Regions from separate parts of the Mus musculus genome. Here region 1 is linked to region 2. The links are chromatin contacts, called in public promoter capture Hi-C maps. All regions are on one chromosome and are shown on one strand. The core of a region is the stretch at or near the end of the contact, and the rest is flanking DNA. Distances in the headings are between cores, read along the strand shown. Region 1 holds the start of Uchl5 (ubiquitin carboxyl-terminal esterase L5). Region 2 holds the start of Actr3 (ARP3 actin-related protein 3).

Region 1 (4,870 bases), core at 1,226-3,725, about 18 Mb before region 2:
GTAAATATAAGAACTGGACAAGGAAAAAATGAAAATAATTAGAATAAAGCATTTTTTCCTTTGAAGCAGCTAATGTTATAAATTACCTTCATTTAATGTGCAAAATCCTTCTACACTAGGAGCCAACAATCCATTACTAACAATCCGTTACTGACGACTGCTTTACTCAGTATGTGCAGATGCACTTATATTACTAAAATGTCTAACTTTAAATTATTTTCAAATTCCAAGTTTTCTGTACATGTGAAACTGAAAACAGCAGCTAGTTTACGGACTCCACTAATTTCTTTCTTTTATTGTGTATGTGAGTGGAGAATACTAAGGTACATGTGCCACAAACGAGTGGGTGGCTTTCAGAAGGGGTCAGCTCCTTCTTCCATGGTCCAGGAGTCATCAGGCTTCGGTAACCAGGCTGGCTATACCACCAGCCCTAGACTGCATTAGTTTCAAAATAAACTTGGGCCACTATCTCTGAACGTCAACTTTTTAAATGACAGTTAAAGATTTTGAGAGGAAAAATTATCACTTAACCTGTAAACATTTCAAATTCTGTAATGTCCAAAACTGATCTAATTTTCTTTCCTATCAAGTCTATTCTTCAAATGATACTTTATTTATCCACCCAAGCCAGAAGCACGTTTGACTCTTCTTTCCTACAGTCAGTCAACTCCTGCTAATTTTCTTTTCTCTTTCTGTAGGAGAAATATACTACTACTCAACCTCTACTGTAAGGTTGGCAGCCCTGAGAACTCCTCTTTTAGTGTAGCATGTTCTGGATGCATTCCTGCTCCAAATAGAATGAGGAGAAGGTATTTCCACATGCAACCTGAGATTGAAATACTACCTAACTGCTGACTCTACTTTCTCTGTACCCCAGGGCTTAATGTCAAGCCAATCACCCACAAACTTACCATTTTCAAAAAGAGTCATCTCATTCATTCTATCTTAACTCTAAATACTGTAAGCACAATCATGTTAATCACAAACTAATTTTAATTATGTTTGATCTCCACATCTTTTTCAGAGTAAGTCCCCAGTGACTTCCAGGCAATCTAATCTATACAATATGGTATCTGATTTGGCGTGGCTTTACCTTTTTACCTAAGATCTCTACACTGCCTGCCTATTCATTACACCATATTTTAGTTACTTTGCTGGCTGCTCCATAAGCTACCTTTAGGTAACCACACTAGATCATGCTTCCTTTTGCCCAGCTCCTCTGTGATCTACACAGTTAAAACAATTTCTGTATACTCTTAAACGTAAACCAACATGTTATTCTAGATTGACTCTCAGTTCTTCAGACCAGCATTCCGATTATTCACATTAAAATTTCCAACTCCGTAACTGTATGCCCGAAGTACAGTTGAACATATGTTACGCAATGCTCGAAATATTCAGCCATGTACAGTACACAAAATCTACATTAAGGTTTGCTATATTTTGGGTACACATTTTAACAAAACAGTTAAAAACAATATCTTAGAAAAAATCAAAATGAAAATGGAGGGAAAAAAAAACTCCCCCAAAACGTTGGGAACACGAGGAAGGATAAACTGTCCTATTGGTTGAGTAGTACGGAAGGAAATAAAGTCAGAGAGAAATTCAGAGCTAAGCATGTGGCCTCTGAGCAAAAGCACTACCTCGAGAAAACTCAACTTCACAGGAAGTCAAAAAAGGAGGGAGTAAAAGAATTGCGGGAAGTAGAGTGCAGACCCGCGTAGACGGTTATCTGTGGAGGTCCGGAAGAGGTGCCCACATACGAAAGGTGAAAGTTCTGCTTTTGGGAAACTAGAATCTCGAGTTTCTGGGCGGCTGGAGCCTCAGACACCACCCGGGGAAACACACGCCCTAGACCGGCTGCTCCGCAGGACCGACAGCCTGAGCGATGCACCTGACCACACTGGAGACAGGGAGGCTCCGCAGGGAAGGGACAGTGGAAAGGACAAGAGAAGCGCGGAGGAGATGATGAGGGAGGGAGACAGGGAAGGAGGACGCTCGAGGCAATTCAAGTGTCCGAGTCCCAAGTCCGGAGAACACAGCAGTGCACAGGCAGAGGGACTCCTTCCCCTCGTGGTGTGGCTCCCAAGATCACTGCGGAGACGCGGCCGCCCCGGGCCGAGGACGCGGCAGAAGCCCTACTTTCCACACACGCCGACTCCAGTCCCTGAAGTCACTTCTCCGACGCCGGGCGTCGGTGGCGGCAGGTGACCGCCTGGCCCAACGCGGGCCTCCTCCCGGAACCCCCGGCCCAGGACGGTCCCCCTGGTGCTCACCGAATCCTTTAATGAGCTCGGTGAAGACCCCGGGGTCGCTTTCCATGAGACACCACTCCCCGGCATTGCTCGACATGGTCCCCGACCACACACACACCGCCCCGCTTCCACCTCGCGCTCTCCGGAGCCCCGCAGCACAAGCTGCCACCGGCCGCAGACCTCAGCAAAACCCGCCGCCGAGCGTCAACCCCACGTCACCCCGCCTACTTCCCGACAGCCTCCGGGCGCCGTCACCTGCCGCGCGCCGGAGCACAGAAGGACGCTCTAGCCACCCGGGAGACGTCGAAACGCCTCTCCTGCCTCTCAGGATCCGTAGCGCCCTCTGCCGGGCCGGAGAAGTAGCGGGGCCTCGGAGCGCCGGAGGGAGGCACATCCGGGACCCTTGGCACCCCAGAGCTGGGGCGGGGCGATGGAAGGGGCGGGGCTCGAGACGGGGCGGGGCGGGGCTCGCTCCGACCCGAACCTGGAGCTGTCCTCGCCCTTTCGGGCCGCCTCCTATTCCTGGTGCGACGCAGGCTTTCTGTAGGCGCCGCGGGTCCTGAGCATCACCTTCCAGGTAAAGGTGGGTCACTGCAGGCCTGCTGCGGGCCGGGGAACCGCGTTTTGGGCAGTCCCAGCGATCCTGGGCACTTGAGGGCTGGCCGGTGCGCACTCTCTTCCAGCCGCATCCCAGCGTCAGAGGCCAGGCAAAGCCTTCGCCGCCTCTGTGCTCCGGCACCCGCCGGAGGAGAGCATGGACCGACTTCGCATCTGAACATTTCGAACCTGGCCTAGTTGCTCCGGGAGGATGGAATCTTGGGGAACTCAGGTCAACTCTCCCACTTGCAAAGCTCCTGGCGAGCGAACGTGCCAAGGCCCCTTTTCACTCTTTTCTCTCTTCCTGCGGCTTTGGCATAGAGGCGTTGTCTCGGATACCGGTTTGGGAAGGAGCTTTGTGGGAAGACCGAAAGGAAATTATCTTAGAGGAATAATAATCAAGGAAGGGAGAAAGATTTCTCGTCCAAGGGATGAGAGACTCATGTATCGGGATGAAGTGCCTTACGGAAAAATGCGCACCATCCCTCTCCCGCCACCCCTCCCCCCTTAATAGTGCATTATTTTAAAAACACTTGAAATGGTTTTGATGAATAGAACAAAAAATAGCTATTTGTAATTAATACTTATCATTCTTCGGAGGTGGTTTTATTCATCATTTCATAAAAGTATGTTCCAAGGAAGGCTTTTGGCTTCCACAGGAAAAATTTTTGCTCAGAGCATCCTACCATGGTGACATCTTGCCACAGTTCCTCAATACTTTTCATTGCATCGCCCTTAATGGAGTTGATATTTTCATTACCTTTGTGTATGGCATATCCATTTGAACCTGGGATCCTGGCTTTGTAAAGTATTATAGCTTCATTACTGTAAAATTAGCCTTGGCTTTTATTTTTAAAGAAACTGCGTATTTGCTTGACTTCTCAGGGTGAAAAAAAAAAAGTTAGCCTTTCCAAATTACATGAAATATTGGCTTAATGTTTGTGTAAATTGAAGGAAAACATGGTAATCTTTGTACTAGTAATGGTACGACGTATATAGATTGTAGTCCAGAAGATCTTGAAGCAGAAGTGTTATTACATCAGTGTCTTGCTATCTGGTTTACATTCTGCATTAAGAGAATGGACAACATATGGATCAACACATCACTGCTTGGCCTTATGTCGAAGAACAAGTGTAAAATGCTCCAAATGTTGCCATAGTTCTAACAGTTAAAGGCTCTAAAGCTTTAATTTATAGAGATGTTAGAAAACTTCAAGTGGTATAAATTCGGGAGACTGTTGTTGTGTTTAAAGAGGTCAGAACAACTCAAAGAAGAATTCACTTGATTGGTTTTGACTTAGGCTTATAGCACTTGACTCCATAGGACTAGACTACCAGAAAACCAGACTTTGATTTGCCTCACTGCCCAGCTGCCTTCTAAACCACTGGACTGCAGCTTAGGGTTTTGAGAAAGGGGACACTGGCAGTTGAAGAAAGAAGGAGTTAAGCTACTGTTAGTTGATGGAAGCTGTCTTGAAACTCAGCTTGAGTCACTTCATTAGTATTACTAAGATACTCCTAGCGCTTGGTACATTCCAAAAGATTTTGAAACTATCAGGAACCATTGTATCTCCATGTCATCTAATGTCGCCAATTTTAAAGTAGTTTGTATTTTAGCCCTTAGTAATAAAAAGGAGAATGAATAGCTTGAAGTAAACTGCCATTCGATTTTCTATATTTAAATGTTTTTATTGAGACTTATATATGCAAAGAAGTTTTGTAGGTGACCTAGTCACCAGCAGGGCAAGGTGCAATTCCAAGGTGCCTACTCTGCAGCCAGAAGAGGTTCTCTCTAGGGACTTCTACTCAGGTGTAGCTGGGACCCTGACTTAAACTGCAGAAGACCATTTCCAAATGAGTCGGTCTGAAGGCATGCTGGACACTGTAGTTCATAGGCACCACAGCTGGGTAGGATTGTTAGTTGCTTCCCTCACTTGGAAGCCTTCTGGGATCATGAAAGCTAGTCCTCAGGCTTTGCAGTTTGAGACCTCTTGGTCATGTGTCCAAAATACATGGTG
Region 2 (4,808 bases), core at 828-3,327:
AAGAGAAAAGTCGGTATTTTACCCCTCAGGTCAGCTTACCTAACCTGATAACAGAATTTTCTGCATTGAATAACACATCTTTTCTTAATGTATTATTATGGTCTCATATAAGCAAACCTAGATTAGCCTGCTCAAAATATGCTCTCCAGTACAGTATGGCACAGGGGGTATGGGGGTGACCAAACACTTTTGGATGAGGCCTGCTCTTCAGAAGGGAATTTAGGCAGATTATGCTAAACCTGTCCAAACCTCCCATGGTTTAGGCCGTCACAGGCTGTATAGGGAAACCTGTTGCCCTACTCAATAGACCTGTTGTAATATTACCTTGTAAACACTGATATTTCTACACATATCATGCTGAGGGTAGGTGACTACTGACCATCAGCCTTAGATGGTCCATCTATGCAGACCCTCACCACTCCACAAAGCTCGGGGAGCATCATGGAGGAGGGGATGGGGGTGCATAGAAGATGCTGTCTTCTGGACATGACACAGATTTTGCAGTTATAGTTTCCTGAAGATCTAGCCAAGATCAGTCAGCATTTCAACCAAACTGACTGGATTCAGGAGATTACCAAAAAATAAATGAAAATCAGAGGGGACAGGAAGGGAGGAGGAAGAAGAGGAAGAAGAGGAAGAGGAGAAAAGGAGGAGGAGGAGGAGGAGGAGGAGGAGGAGGAGGAGGAGGAGGAGGAGGAGGAGGAATACATTGGGATATCCAGGGGAGCCAGAGAGAAGGTTCTGGGTAAATTCAATCAAGATATAGCATTTACATGTATGGGATTGCTAAAGAATAAATAAAAGACAAGCCTGTTGGGAAGGAAAGCTATTAACTTTCCAGGTTCCTGCTGATGAGAAAGTAAATTCTCAGGTTCTACTGCACATTGATTTTGCCTAATCCCCTGGGAGATGACCCAGCAACATACTTTAAGCTTTCTATGTTACTCTGATGTATTCAAGTTTTAAAAGTATTACTTTTTAAGTCTGTGATGTAAAAAAATACATATCTTTTTCTCATCTTTCTTTCTTTTTCTTTTTCTTTTTTTTTCCAACTAGAAAAAGTTGGTATCACGTTAACAGCACTCCACAGAAGGAAATTCATTGTCACTTCAACCGGAATAGAGGCCACCTGCACAGAGTCTATTTTGTAGAACACAACCTCTGGGACACTGGCCTTTCTTAAAGGCCGGAGATAATCTCACTACTCTTGAAAGAAGTTTATCATCACCCCAAAACCCAAATAAAGGCCATTTGTACAGGCTATGTAGAGCATAACCTCTGGGAAACTTGATTTTTTAATTTTTGTTTTATATTTTCTTATGAGGGGGAGGATGTGCGCAAAATCAAAGAACAACTTGTGGGGGTCTTTTCATTCCTTCCAGCATGTGGATCTCCAAGGGCTCAAACTCAGGTTAGTGAGTGCAAGCATCTTTACCTGCTAAGCCATGTCACTGATCCAACACTTGCCTTTCTTGGAAGACACACAGGAATCCCCAAACCCTGAAGAAGGTGGGTTTGTTATTGTTCAACCTAACGTCTTGGATCCTTGCCTGTCTTAAAAGCAAAGGCCCACCATTTTGGGGAGCTTGCAAACTACAATGCAATAGTATAACTGACATAAATCTCAGGACACATCCCTTTTCTGACTGCTCACCTACAGCGATTATGGGGACATGCCGCTGACCACGTTTCCAATTAGCCCTTCACCCCACAGTAGAAAGCCTCCTGCCCATGGCTCAAGTTAGCAGAGAAGAAACACACTCAACACCCACCACCACCAAAAGCCAGCTTCCTAACTAAATAACTGCCTGACTTCTGGGCTGCCACCGGCCAGAAAATGCGAACTGGAATCTTCGCAAGTCGGAAGCGGAGCCGCGACCCACAGCTGCGCGCCACTGCGCATGCGTAGCCGCTTCTGGACCCCCTTCAAGCTCAGCTTGGCTTCTGGGCTTCCAGCTATTTGAAAACCCAAAGTGGACTTTCTGGCTATCCGGAAGGGAGCCGGGGCCGGGCGGCCGCACAGTACATCGCACGCACGCGCGCGCGTGCTCGCTCCTCCCACCCGGAACCGGAAGTGGGAGCGATCGCGGCCTGGGGCCTGGCCTGGCCGGGGCGTCGGCAGCGGCGGCCATCTTGGCTCCCCGCGGAAAGGCAGTGCGAGGGGGAAGAAGTTGTAGGGTGGGGGCGGGAGCGAGGAGGAGGAGGAGGAGGGCGGAGAGCGGAGGGGTAGAGGAGGAGGCCGCGGCAGGGTAGGGCGGGGACAGCCAGCCTGCCGGCCGGCCAGCCTGCTGGGCTTGCGGAAGTACTAGCCGACTGCTCACTCGCTCCTGCTCGGGCTTCCCACAGCTCCCTCCCTTCCTCCCTCCCTCCCGACCGAGGGCGGCCCGGGCCGGTGCATGGTCAGCCAGCTCCCATCTCTAGCTCCCCGGCCTCTCAGCAGCACGGAACGGACGGCAGCGGCGGGCGAGGAGGAAGATGGCGGGACGGCTGCCGGCCTGTGTGGTGGACTGTGGCACGGGGTACGGCGGGTCTTCGGGGTGGGGGAGACTGAGGCCGGGGACGGGCGGAGGAGGGAGATGAATGGGGGGAGCCGGCCAGACTGGCGAGGGGTGGTGCCGGGAGCCTCCCGGGACAGAGATCTTTTCCAGGCCCTTCCTTTCCGAGGAGGCCGTCTGGCCCACCTGGCTGTCCTTTCCCTTCTCTCCCCTTTGCTGCCTGTGAAGCAGGGCACCCACCGAGGACCTCCAGACCTAGGAGCAAGGAAAAGAGAGAGAGAGAGAGAGAGAGAGAGAGAGAGAGAGAGAGAGAGAGAGAGAGAGAGAGAGAGAAGCGCTCCTTGCAGATTTTGCAAGATCGCGGTGACAACTCTCGATCTCTTAGGGCGTGTGGGTGGGGAGAGCGACGAACCAGGCTGTGAAAATGGGAAGCTAGCATGGGGGGCTTTTGCAGCGGACCCACGCGCCGCCTGGTTTCCGCCCACACCCATTCGTAGCCATCTCCCACTACCCATTGAACCAAGTCAGTTCCAGCGAGGAGGATCTCACGGGGGTTATAGCTCTTGCCTCAAAAAAGTCCCTTGGTGAGCAAGCGCGCTGCAACTTCCTTAGTTTTGTCAAAGCCGCTTCCTGCTTTCCGTCTTTTATAGCCTTATAAGGTAGTTTTTCGTCTCGAACGTTACCACGTCTTATTAGAACTTTCAAAATTAAGCAGGTTGCATAAAGAGTACATTATGAGTGGTAGGTATCAATATGTCTGAACTAGAAAAAAAAATGTTCTTGTGTGTCCACGGAGGGAGACAGAGGGGAGAGAAGGGACGCACCCTGGAACCTAAACGTTTGTTCACGTTCGTTTTGTGACTGTGTCTTGAAAACTGAAAGGGGGTATAAAGGAATGTGTTTGATTTAAAGTAATTGTTTCTGATAGTAGTGTGGTTGACTAAAATGACTTTAAAGTAGTGGTTTTGTATTAATGAACCTTGTCAAGAGTTACAACTTGCTCTGGGTAGTGACCTAGAGAGAAGACTGTACATTTTTTTATGTTCTACGTTGAAATCCTTGGTGGAGGAAGAGGCCTGTCTGATCTCGAATCCCCCAAATACATCAGTGGTTTTGAGGATAGTTGCCAACCTTTTTCCTCTTATTCTCCCTACCACAGTTATTTAAGCGATGCCTTTTCTTTCCCTCCACACTAGTTAAAACTCTTCTGCCTTTATTTGTAATTTTGTCAGGCAGCTGGAAACAACAGAAAACTTTTTTTTTCTTGGAAAACACTAGTCTAGTCTTGGAATTTCTATGTATTTTCTTAGTTGACATTTTATTAAAGTTAGGTTTTCTTTTAATCCAGTGTCACCTCCCTGAAGTGTTTCTGTGTATGTGTTTAAGTTTATCCTTTTGTAGTTTAATTGATCAGTTGTTGGATGTTAGAGCCATTTTAAAAATTAGAATTAGCCAGAGTGAATAGGACTTTTCAAGTGTATTGTATTGAAGTGACAGATAGTGCTATGTTGTACTTTCATGCTTTAGAAATCACTGTCAGTAGAACCACATAGTCACTGATCACCTTATAAATAATGCCATGGCTGCTTAAGTAGGATTTGTCTTTTTATTCTTTTTATGTATCTATTTTCCTCTTTTGGAATGCAGTTTTGGTTATTTTTGAATGAATAGTATTTGGTACTTGAACTTAATTGTCCCTAAGTGACCTTTTTTCTTAAAGGGCAACCTTGAATTAAGAACACATTTGGAGTGGCCAGGAAAAGTGGTACAACTTATACCTAGGCTATTTCTGTGTCATATCTCAATTACTAAATCATTACATTACTATATTGATCTCACCTTACAAGGAGAGCTTAGCTGGACAGTCATTTATTTATATATGGATGAAAATGATTAAAGTCACATTCTCTGTTCAGTATTTTTACCTTTGCTCACAGTCTGGATTTCCCAATTTTTCTTTATTTTGCTTCTGAAGCGCGCGCGCGCGTGTGTGTGTTTACCCCCATGTTTGTTTGGCTATTCAAGATAACAACTTAGAAAGTCATACTTGAGCTTTGTTAGGAAAGTCTTCTCTCAGTGCCCAAGATAAATAGCATGTACAAGAATGACTGGCAGGGAGTTTTACATCTGAAATAACTTGTTTCCCAAACGCAAAAGGTGTCCCTTTAGTTTGTGGCCCCCTCCCCCGCCCCAGCACCATTGCACTTACTCTTAGGTCTTACTACAATTACGCTTCTAGAGTAAGTGAACATTTACAGGTTGCCCATCCCAACTCATTAAAGAATTGCAAAAAGGGGTAGTGTGTTAAACTTG

The links. Promoter capture Hi-C pulls out the DNA fragments that hold promoters and counts their contacts.
Region 1: a contact with region 2 is called in a promoter capture Hi-C map of pre-B cells. The contact joins the promoter of Uchl5 here to the promoter of Actr3 in region 2. A contact is called at or near these places in 1 of 39 promoter capture datasets (pre-B cells) and 1 of 484 Hi-C or Micro-C datasets (uterus).

Annotation. Positions count from the first base shown.
Region 1 is chr1:143,774,883-143,779,752 of GRCm38.p6, reverse strand. It overlaps Uchl5 (ubiquitin carboxyl-terminal esterase L5), which reads right to left and starts at 2,475. Exons shown (of 11, transcript NM_019562.2): 1 at 2,277-2,475. The coding sequence starts at 2,352. It overlaps Ro60 (Ro60, Y RNA binding protein), which reads left to right and starts at 2,702. Exons shown (of 9, transcript NM_013835.2): 1 at 2,702-2,832. LOC115487685 (a small nucleolar RNA gene) reads right to left here and starts at 825; the gene lies at 691-825.
Region 2 is chr1:125,432,996-125,437,803 of GRCm38.p6, reverse strand. It overlaps Actr3 (ARP3 actin-related protein 3), which reads left to right and starts at 2,077. Exons shown (of 12, transcript NM_023735.2): 1 at 2,077-2,519. The coding sequence starts at 2,476.